Linked DNA regions of Sus scrofa: region 1 is linked to region 2. The links are chromatin contacts, called in public targeted proximity ligation maps. All regions are on one chromosome and are shown on one strand. The core of a region is the stretch at or near the end of the contact, and the rest is flanking DNA. Distances in the headings are between cores, read along the strand shown.

What was found.
Region 1: a contact with region 2 is called in a targeted proximity ligation map of alveolar macrophages. A contact is called at or near these places in 2 of 5 promoter capture datasets (fetal liver and liver), 8 of 47 Hi-C or Micro-C datasets (alveolar macrophages, blood, epiblast stem cells and 5 more) and 2 of 2 datasets of targeted methods (alveolar macrophages and skeletal muscle).

What each region holds. Positions count from the first base shown.
Region 1 is chr5:82,440,857-82,444,961 of Sscrofa11.1, reverse strand. It overlaps GNPTAB (N-acetylglucosamine-1-phosphotransferase subunits alpha/beta), which reads right to left. Exons shown (of 28, transcript XM_021092670.1): 20 at 2,795-3,900; 21 at 423-622; 22 at 1-208. Among named protein-coding and RNA genes, the nearest start is that of SYCP3, 50 kb to the left of the region's middle.
Region 2 is chr5:82,369,923-82,374,485 of Sscrofa11.1, reverse strand. The region is part of intron 8 of GNPTAB (N-acetylglucosamine-1-phosphotransferase subunits alpha/beta); the gene reads right to left. Among named protein-coding and RNA genes, the nearest start is that of DRAM1, 47 kb to the right of the region's middle.

The sequences.
Region 1 (4,105 bases), core at 597-3,096, 70 kb before region 2:
AGGCAAGTCGTGAATTCTGGTAGCCAGCGTTCGTATTTCTCTATCAGATAAGACACCAGATTGATCTGTGTCAACTTCATCAAAGACTTGAGATACATTCAAGGGCTGAACTGCACTCATGAGATAATAAAAGTAAGAGAAGGCAAACTGCATGTCCTCGGAATGGCGCACTTTGTGAAACGACGTCTTGTCAAATTCTTCAGGGAACCTGTCCAAACATAACGTATCGTGAGATCTGGTTATTTAAGGTACGGCCAGTACCTAACGTGTGGAATCAGACTCCTCCTTCCCACTGTCGACCTTATACCTTCAACAAATCAGCCATCAAGCGTTAGAGCCGTAAATGCCGCACAGCCAAGATGTAAGTTTCAGCAGCCATGGCTGTGAGCACCAGTGAACAACTCAAACACAACAAGACTTACATATCTTGCAGTTCTTGCATAACGATCCGGTCGATCATGTGAGGCATGTGTGCGGGGACTTTGCGAGACGTGAATCCAAACTTGCTGTTCAGAATTTTATTCACATAACGGAGGGAATCTGCAAACGTATCTTTTAGGTGCCTCCCAGTGTGTTTGCTGTCAGTGAAGTATGCCAGTTGTGTCTTCAGTGACTCTTCTTCCTGAAAAGAGAATTCCACACAACACAGCATCATATTTTAGTGCACAAGTGCCCGTGTTAACTAGAGACAGAGGTACTACTTTATGCAACGTGGTAACAACGAGTCACTAGCTGTTGTGAGGGGCACATGACATGAGCACTAGTATGTCTCTTCAAGGATCCTAAGAGCAGGACTAAACCAGATTTCAGTGAAAGTTATGGCCAACACCGGCCTGAGAACAACAGCTGCAGGGCAAAGGTCTATTTATAGGGCATTCTTCAGGGCTCCTCACTGAGCATGAGATTTCACAGCCAATTTCAACGCAAAATTCAGAAAACTGACTTTGAATAAATTTGATAGTAATTTCAGTATCAAGTTATTTCTACTGCTGACATCAAAGCAAGTATTTAAACCGACTGGAATAAAAATTGGTTCACTATATAATAGTGTTAACATCATGAAATGTAAAGAATCCAGTTAAACCCAGTAAGAGGTGAAACTGAATGAATGGGCAAAGAACATGAACACAATTTACAGGGGATGATAAGCAAAACATTTCTGCTTCTGAAATTGATGAAAGTGTAGACTGATATTAACAGGTGTTGGTCAGCCTGCAGGGACAAAGGCAGGCTCGTATACTGTTGGTGGAAGGGGTGTAACATTTAAGGAAGACGTAGTTCAATTTCATACATAGAAGACCCTTTAACCTAGCAATTCTACCTACAGAAATAAAGCTTCCTCAAGAGCAACGTATGTGGGAGTTCTTGTGTGGTACAGCAGGTTAAAGACCTGGCATTGTCACTGTTGTGGCTTGGTTCACTGCGTGGCATGGGTTCAATCCCTGGCCTGGGAGCTTCTGCATGGGTGCGGCCAAAGTGGTGGCGGGGGGGGGGGGGGGGGAGGTATATGTACAAGAATGTTGATTGCAACATATTTGTAACCGAAAAACATACAGCTGTTAAAACAACAATGGCAGTTTGCCCATCTCCTATTACGTCAAAGGCAAGTACAGAGCAAGATATGGATAATTTCACTGCTGCAAAACATAAACTATATAAATACTGGAAGAATACCCACCAGCCTACATGTTCATAGTGACTGTCTCAAGTAAGGAGATTAAGGGAGGAAGAAAAGAGACCTTTCCCTTTTCACTGTTTTTTATTTTTTGCTCTGCAATTTTTATCACTAGCCTATAGCACTTCTGCAATTTTTAAAAGGAGTAAGGGAGGGAGAAAAGTGAGGAAATCAACATTGGCATCGCTCAATAGTTAGGAAATACTGCGTGTCAGGGACAAGATACTTCCCACTCCCCAAAGAAAATGAGAGAAAAGCGTCAACTCTCCTCGTCACAGCTCCTCGAGGCTGTGCTCTGCTTGCCATCCAGCCTAGAACACATGGCTTTTCTCTGTCTGTCCTCCTCCCCACCATCCAAAAGTCAGCAGACAGGGCACTTCCTCCGGGATGCCTCCTCCGAGACCTCCAGGCAGAGTTAAGGCGTGTTCCCTTTGGATCCTGCCCATGCCTCAGCAGACACTTATCACACTGCCCACAAGTCTGCCCCCCAGCTCGCTCTCTCAGTCTCCCAGAGCAGCGACTGTTCTGACCATCTCATGCTCCCCAGCAGCTGGCACAGAGACGGCGCTTACAAGATGTGCAAAGGAGCCCAGGGCACTGCGGAGGCTGCGGAACAGGAGGGACAGCGAGACAACACTGAGGCTTGGCTCACACCCTCTGCTGCTGTGGGGGTGGGAGAGCTAATGCATCTCGGGGTCTTTCATGAGTAAAGTAAAAATACCAGAGCCAACTCACACAACGTATGCAAAAGTGTTTTTTAAAATCACAATAAAAATTTTTAAGTAAAAAATTAAATTGCTACATACCAAGGAAAGATAAGATACCATCCCTATTCTACTACTACTTCTCAGGGTATGGCCCAGCTACCTCCCTTACTCACTCACACAGAGGCTGCTTCCTAAACTGTGAGATGGGGATGATGACAGCAGGGCCCTTATAAGGCATTTTTATGGTTAGAGTTACTGGGATAATTAAATGAAACCAGGCAAGAAAAGCCCCTGAGTTCAGTGGTGGCCACAGGCAAACGCTGACTAAGTGCAGCCGTGAGTATATCATCACCACTGACAAGGTTGTTCATTTTTTCTGAGCATGGGAAGGTTCAGGCTGGGTATCACTTACATCCAGAAGATCCTGGAAATACTTCTTCTTCTCCCATGGCAAAAAGCCCAGGTAACTGTCTGTGTAATACTGCAGTTTTCTTCCAGGTAATACTTCATCACCACCTAGGTGACTGTTAGCATTTTCCCCCAGTCTGTTTTTCTCTTGTTCTTTCCCTGTGATTATCTTTTCTTGTGTCTCCTTCTTTTCCAAGCTGACAATCAGAGATGAGAACTTTTCTTTGGACACACTCCTGCCTCCCATTGTTTGGGTCAGAGTTTGGGACCTGAGTCTGGCTTTGGTTTCTAAGTCCAGTGGCGTCTGACTCTGGGAATGGCCGTTCACCCTCATGGTCACTGCTGGAAGAGGCAAGGACCCCTGGGACCTTTCAGGTGTTCCTAAGCTGCTCGGGTAGATGCTTCTGTGAACCTGTTTTCCCAATGGGGCCTCCATACTGTCATTTCGTTGCCCTGTCACAGGAGCCTGATTTACTGCCAACTCTGCATAACGTGGGTTCATCAGAAAGGGCCTCAGCAGGGCTGACTTGGACAGGTTGTATCCTTTCAGGGTGATGTCTCCGAGTTCCAGCTGCAAATCCAAGTTACTGAGGCTCAGCTGGGCCTCCTTGGGAAGGAGTGAAATATTGACCAGCGGAACTTCCACCTCCACCTGGAATTTTCCTGTTGTGTTAGCATCGTGTCTCTTGACCTTGGGGAAGCGTTTTTCTTCTGGAATATCCTCAAACGGGATTTCCACCTCTGGAAGAAGCACTGTCGGGCTGACCAAATCTTGGTAAGACTTCTGGGTCGTAGAATTCCGTTTGGGCTCCTCCCTTGTGTCAACCTCTACCGCTAGCTGGATTTTGAACTCTTCACCGTTTGTACTTTGAAGTGTGAGATTAAAATGTATTGTGGTTGCATTCATGCCACTGTGCAATATGAGGTGGATGGTTTTCCACTTGTTGGCGATAGAAGCGTGTCGAATTATGGGGTTGTCACTATAGGCGCCTTCGATTCCCCTTTTGGCTATTTCTGCAAAGCTGAAATAAGGCAGGCATTCACCTTTTGGAATAACATAGTGAGTCTGGTTTGGGAGAAGAGTTACTTTATACAATTCATGAAAATGATCTAGAGGAAAAAACACAAACATGACTTTTAAAAAACTAGCCATTTCCCCCCTTTTCCTTCAATTCTTAGGGTTTGAGTTTTCACTTTCTAAGAATGACTTTAAATGAACTTTAACCAGAAATTCTAACACAAAAGCTACTAGTGTAGGGCTCATTTTTACTCTCGGAAGCAATCACTACTATCAATAGAGAATGCTAAGGCTGAC
Region 2 (4,563 bases), core at 331-2,830:
CAGAAAGCAGCCACAGAATGGACATGGGTAAGTTCCAACATGAAAGTTTCATTTATGGACAATGATATTTGCAATTCATATAATTTTCACGTGTTATGTACTTTCTTCTTTTAGTTTTTTAAAGCCACTTGAAAACGTAAACTTCATACTTTAGACTGAAGGCCATTCAAAAACAGGCATAGTTTGCTGCTCCTGTTTCAAGCCAGCAAATCTGAGGGTAGTTTGTTAGAGGACATGTCTGTAAAAAAAGTTACACGACACAGAGTGGATATGTGATACACCCTGGTCAAAAAAGTGGTACATTTAAGATCTTGCCTACAGATCATTAGAAGGGGTCTGGATTTTCTATTATAGTCATGATGTAATCTGATTCACACTTTTCGAAATGTACCCTGGATGCAATGTGGAGAATGAATCATAATGAGTGAGAAGTGGTGAGAGATGATGATGGCTTATGTTTATATTTGCCTAACAGAGGTACCACGTATTTCTTCTTAAATGCTTGGAGCAGTGGTTCTCAAACTTTTTGGTCTCAGGACCCTTTTACACTCTTAAAATTATTTCAGATCCTAAAGAGTTTTTTAATTTTTTTTTACTTTATGTGGATTTTGTCTATTGACATGTACACTAAAACAAAGGAAATTTTAAAATATTTGTTCACTTATGAAGAAATAAGCCCATTATAGGTCAACATAAATGATTTTATGAAAAGTAACTATATTTTCCTAAACAAAATAATTCAATGAGAAGAGTAGCATTTATTTTTAATTTTCAAAAGTGTCTTTAGTGTGTGTTTAATAGAAGACGACGGGAAAAATCTGGGTTTTTGGCATTCAGTCTGTTGCAATGTCACAAGTCCAATAAGCCTCTGGGAAACTCCTCTGTACTCTCTCATAAGAGAATGAGACAAAAAGGTAAATAATGTCTTAGTATTATTACATAAATAATTTTGACCTTGAGGATCTCTGGGAAGGGTCCCCAGCCTACATTTGGGAAACTGCTGGCCTGGAAGTTCTCTAGTGGGTCAGTGGCTAGTATTTGATAAACACTGAACCACTGGTTCAAGCCCTGGTCTGGGAACTGAGACCCCACATCAATCTGCCGTACACTGTACATGGATAGACGGATGGATGGAAAGAAGAAAGCAAGAAAGAGGGAGGAAGGAAGGGAGAAAGGAAACTGGTGGCTTCGGGTAATAACTCACTCACTTCTAAATGCTAGAGTCTCACTGATTTTGAAGTACAGCTGTCCTATGGTAATCCTTAGGGACACAACCCCCACCCCCAACCCACAAATACTAAAATCCACAGATGCTCAAGTCCCTTATACTAAATGGCACAGCATGTGCATATAAATTAAGCACCTCCTCCTGCATACTCGAAGTCATCTCTAGATTATTTATAATACCTAGTACAATGTAAAGGCTACATAATCAGTTGCCGGTACACTTGCCAAGTTTTGCTTTTTAGAACTCTTTAGAATTCCCCCCCCCACTTTTTTTTGGCCACACCCATGGCACATGGTAGTTCCCAGGCCAGGGATCAGACCTGCGCCACAGCAGCAACCCAAGCCATTGCAGTGACAATGCCAGATCCTTAACCTTCTGTGCCACGAGGGAACTCCCATTCCTAAATATTTTCAATCCCCAGTTGGTTGAACCTGCAGATATAGAAACTGCCGACATACAAGGCCTGCTGATCCTGCAGCTCTGCACCCAGTGTGGATGGTCACCTGGATCCCTACCACACCCCACAGTCTCCTGCTGCCAGTTCTCCTCCACCCACAGCTCGCCTTCCACATTGCCTCAGAGCAATTATTCTAAACACAGGTCTGACTCATCACTCACTCACTGAAAACCAGCTGAATGGTTCCCGTTTTCTTCAGGAAGAATCCAAGTTCCCTAGCCACTCGACAGGCAAGCCCTGACCTGGCCACCGCCTTCCCCTCCGGCTTCGCTCCCGGGTACACTGCTGCAGCCCTTCAGAACTACTTCTGCTCCTAGAAGGTGAGTGCCCCTCATACCCATACACCGAGCGCATCCTTCATTTAAAAGGAGGGATGGGCTCCCTTTCTTCCCTCAGCCATCTCCTTCGAGATCACGCTTAGATGTCACCTTGAGAAACTGCCTGACACCCATGTCTATCTCTTCAACTTAATTTATCACAATGCATCTTAATTCTACTTGCCTGTCCAGCCCTGTCTGAAGAGCGAGTTCCTCAATAGCAGAAAGAAACCAAACCATCTTTGTGTCTCCAAGCAGTACAGTACCTGGCCTCAGAGTAAGCATCTCCATTAATCTCTGCTAAGTGAACAACTTAGGGAAATATGATAAAGAAACTTTATCCAATTTAGAATTAATCAGAGACAGATATGAAGTTAATGGAATCAAGTAATGAAGGGGGGATAAAACCTCAAAAAAATTTTTTTAGGAAGCAACTTTAAAAGTCTGATCATAGAATGCATTCAACTCTCTCTGCACAAGTGTGACTTAGTCTGTAACATTTCTGAAGGATCATTTTTTTCCTGCTTAATTTAGTGTATGTATGAATCACACATAGGCTGACTAATCACCTACTAAAGATACTGCATGTGGATCATTAAGACTGAAACAATCTAAAGACAATAAAAATTTTAAAAGATACATCCTGAATATACAGTACCTATCACAGCTACACCTGTTACCTTTTAGAAGACACCAGAATAACATATGTTATTGTAAAGTGCAGGCTGTACTGAAGGAAGAAGGCTCTTGCTCCCTCTGCTTTTACATCAGCCCTCATAAAGCACACTCAGGGAAAGAAATCATTGTCAACTATCCTGCTCTGGCTCTAGGAAAAGATTAATATACTCTTCGATGTGACCTTGGACACCAGCCCAGAAGATAGGTCCCCTGCTGCGTCTTCGCGAGTGTGTGGTCAAGCAAAGAACAGCGCTGGGATAGGACAGGACATGTGGCATTTAATTAGCATTTACTGAACACCTTGCACCAGGCACTACACAAGGTGCCTTATAGACTTTAGGCATCTCACCTAAACCACCTGCCTCACAGGCTCAATCACAATCACTGAGCAAAAACAGAAGTTCCCTAGAGTTCCCAGGTAGCTTGGTGGGTTAATGATCCAGGGTTGTCACTTCTATGGCTTGGGTCACTGCTATGGCACAGGTTTGATCCCTGGCCTGGGAACTTTTGCAAGCCACAAACACAGCCAAAAATAAAAAATTAAAAAATATGTATCTATAAGTATTCATTCAACAAATATTCACTGAGCACACCAGTTAGGGTCAGGGAGGGCAAATGACTTGTCTCTCTTGCTCACTTTTATATACCAAGATGTCAGTGGAGTGTCTGGCACATAATGGAACATAAAGGCCAGATGATTTTGCCTCCTAGAGCTCTCAAATCTGTCCACTTTTCTCTGTCCACTTTTCTCTGTCCACTTCTCTTTATTTGCCCTTCCACCAGTCTGGTCCTGACTAACTGCCCTGCAGCCATTCTTGTTCCCTCTGATTCAGGGTTTCTCAGCTTTGGCACAGCTGACATTTAGGGCCTGGAGCTAATGTATCCAATAGAGAAGGTCCAGCAGCACTCCTGGCCTCCAACCCTTAGATCCCAGTACACAATAACCTCGGATGGCAACAGCATCCCATTGTTCTCAGGACAAATCTCAATCCTCAACACCTAATTTACCAAGTGCTGGCAAGAGGGCATCACCAACTGCACCAACCTCGCCTAGATCCACACTTTCTCTTGTTTTCAGCCTCCGGCCGTATGGGCCTTTGTTCACCTTCTCACATGTACCTCAACTTCGAGACCTTCCCATGGCTTCCAAGGCCAGACACTACTAACTTTGGGGGCTGGCTATCTTTGCTGAGGGAGGCTGTCCTGCGCACTGCAGGATGTTAGGCAGAATCTCTGGCCTCTACCCACTAAACGTCAGTAGCACCAATCCCACCCCACACACCAGCCATGACAACCCAGATTGTCTCCAGACATTGCCAAATGCCTCTGAGGGGCAACATCTCCCCCAGCTGAAAACCAATGGTCTAGACCAGACTTGCCTTCCTCGGTCCTCTGCCTGAAGTTCTGGTCCTTCAGAGCTGAGCTCATATAAATCAAGAAGGCCTCTGCTGATCCAGCCACTACATGACAGGGCCTCACTGTGGGTCTCTCCCACGACACTCTCCCCCTTTAGCATTTTTCACAGTTGTAATTAAGTAGCATGTAATGCCTGAATGCACAACCAGGATATAAAATCCTCGTCTTCAGGGACCTGTGGACTTGTTCACTGCTCTATGCCCAGGGGCTTGGCATAAAGCTCACCAAAAAATTCACTAACTGAATAAATGACCCAGGTGCTCTGCAGGGGCACAGGGATTTCAAGATAAGAAAGATAACATCTTTGTGCTCAGAATGCTGAGCTCAGAAATGGCAAATAAATTTCATCCCCTGGGCAAGATCAATTAATTGGTACCTGTATTAGAAGCTGTACATTTAGCTCTAGGAGGCAAAATCATCTGTCCTTTATGTTCCATTTTGTGCCACCACTCCACTGACATCTTGGT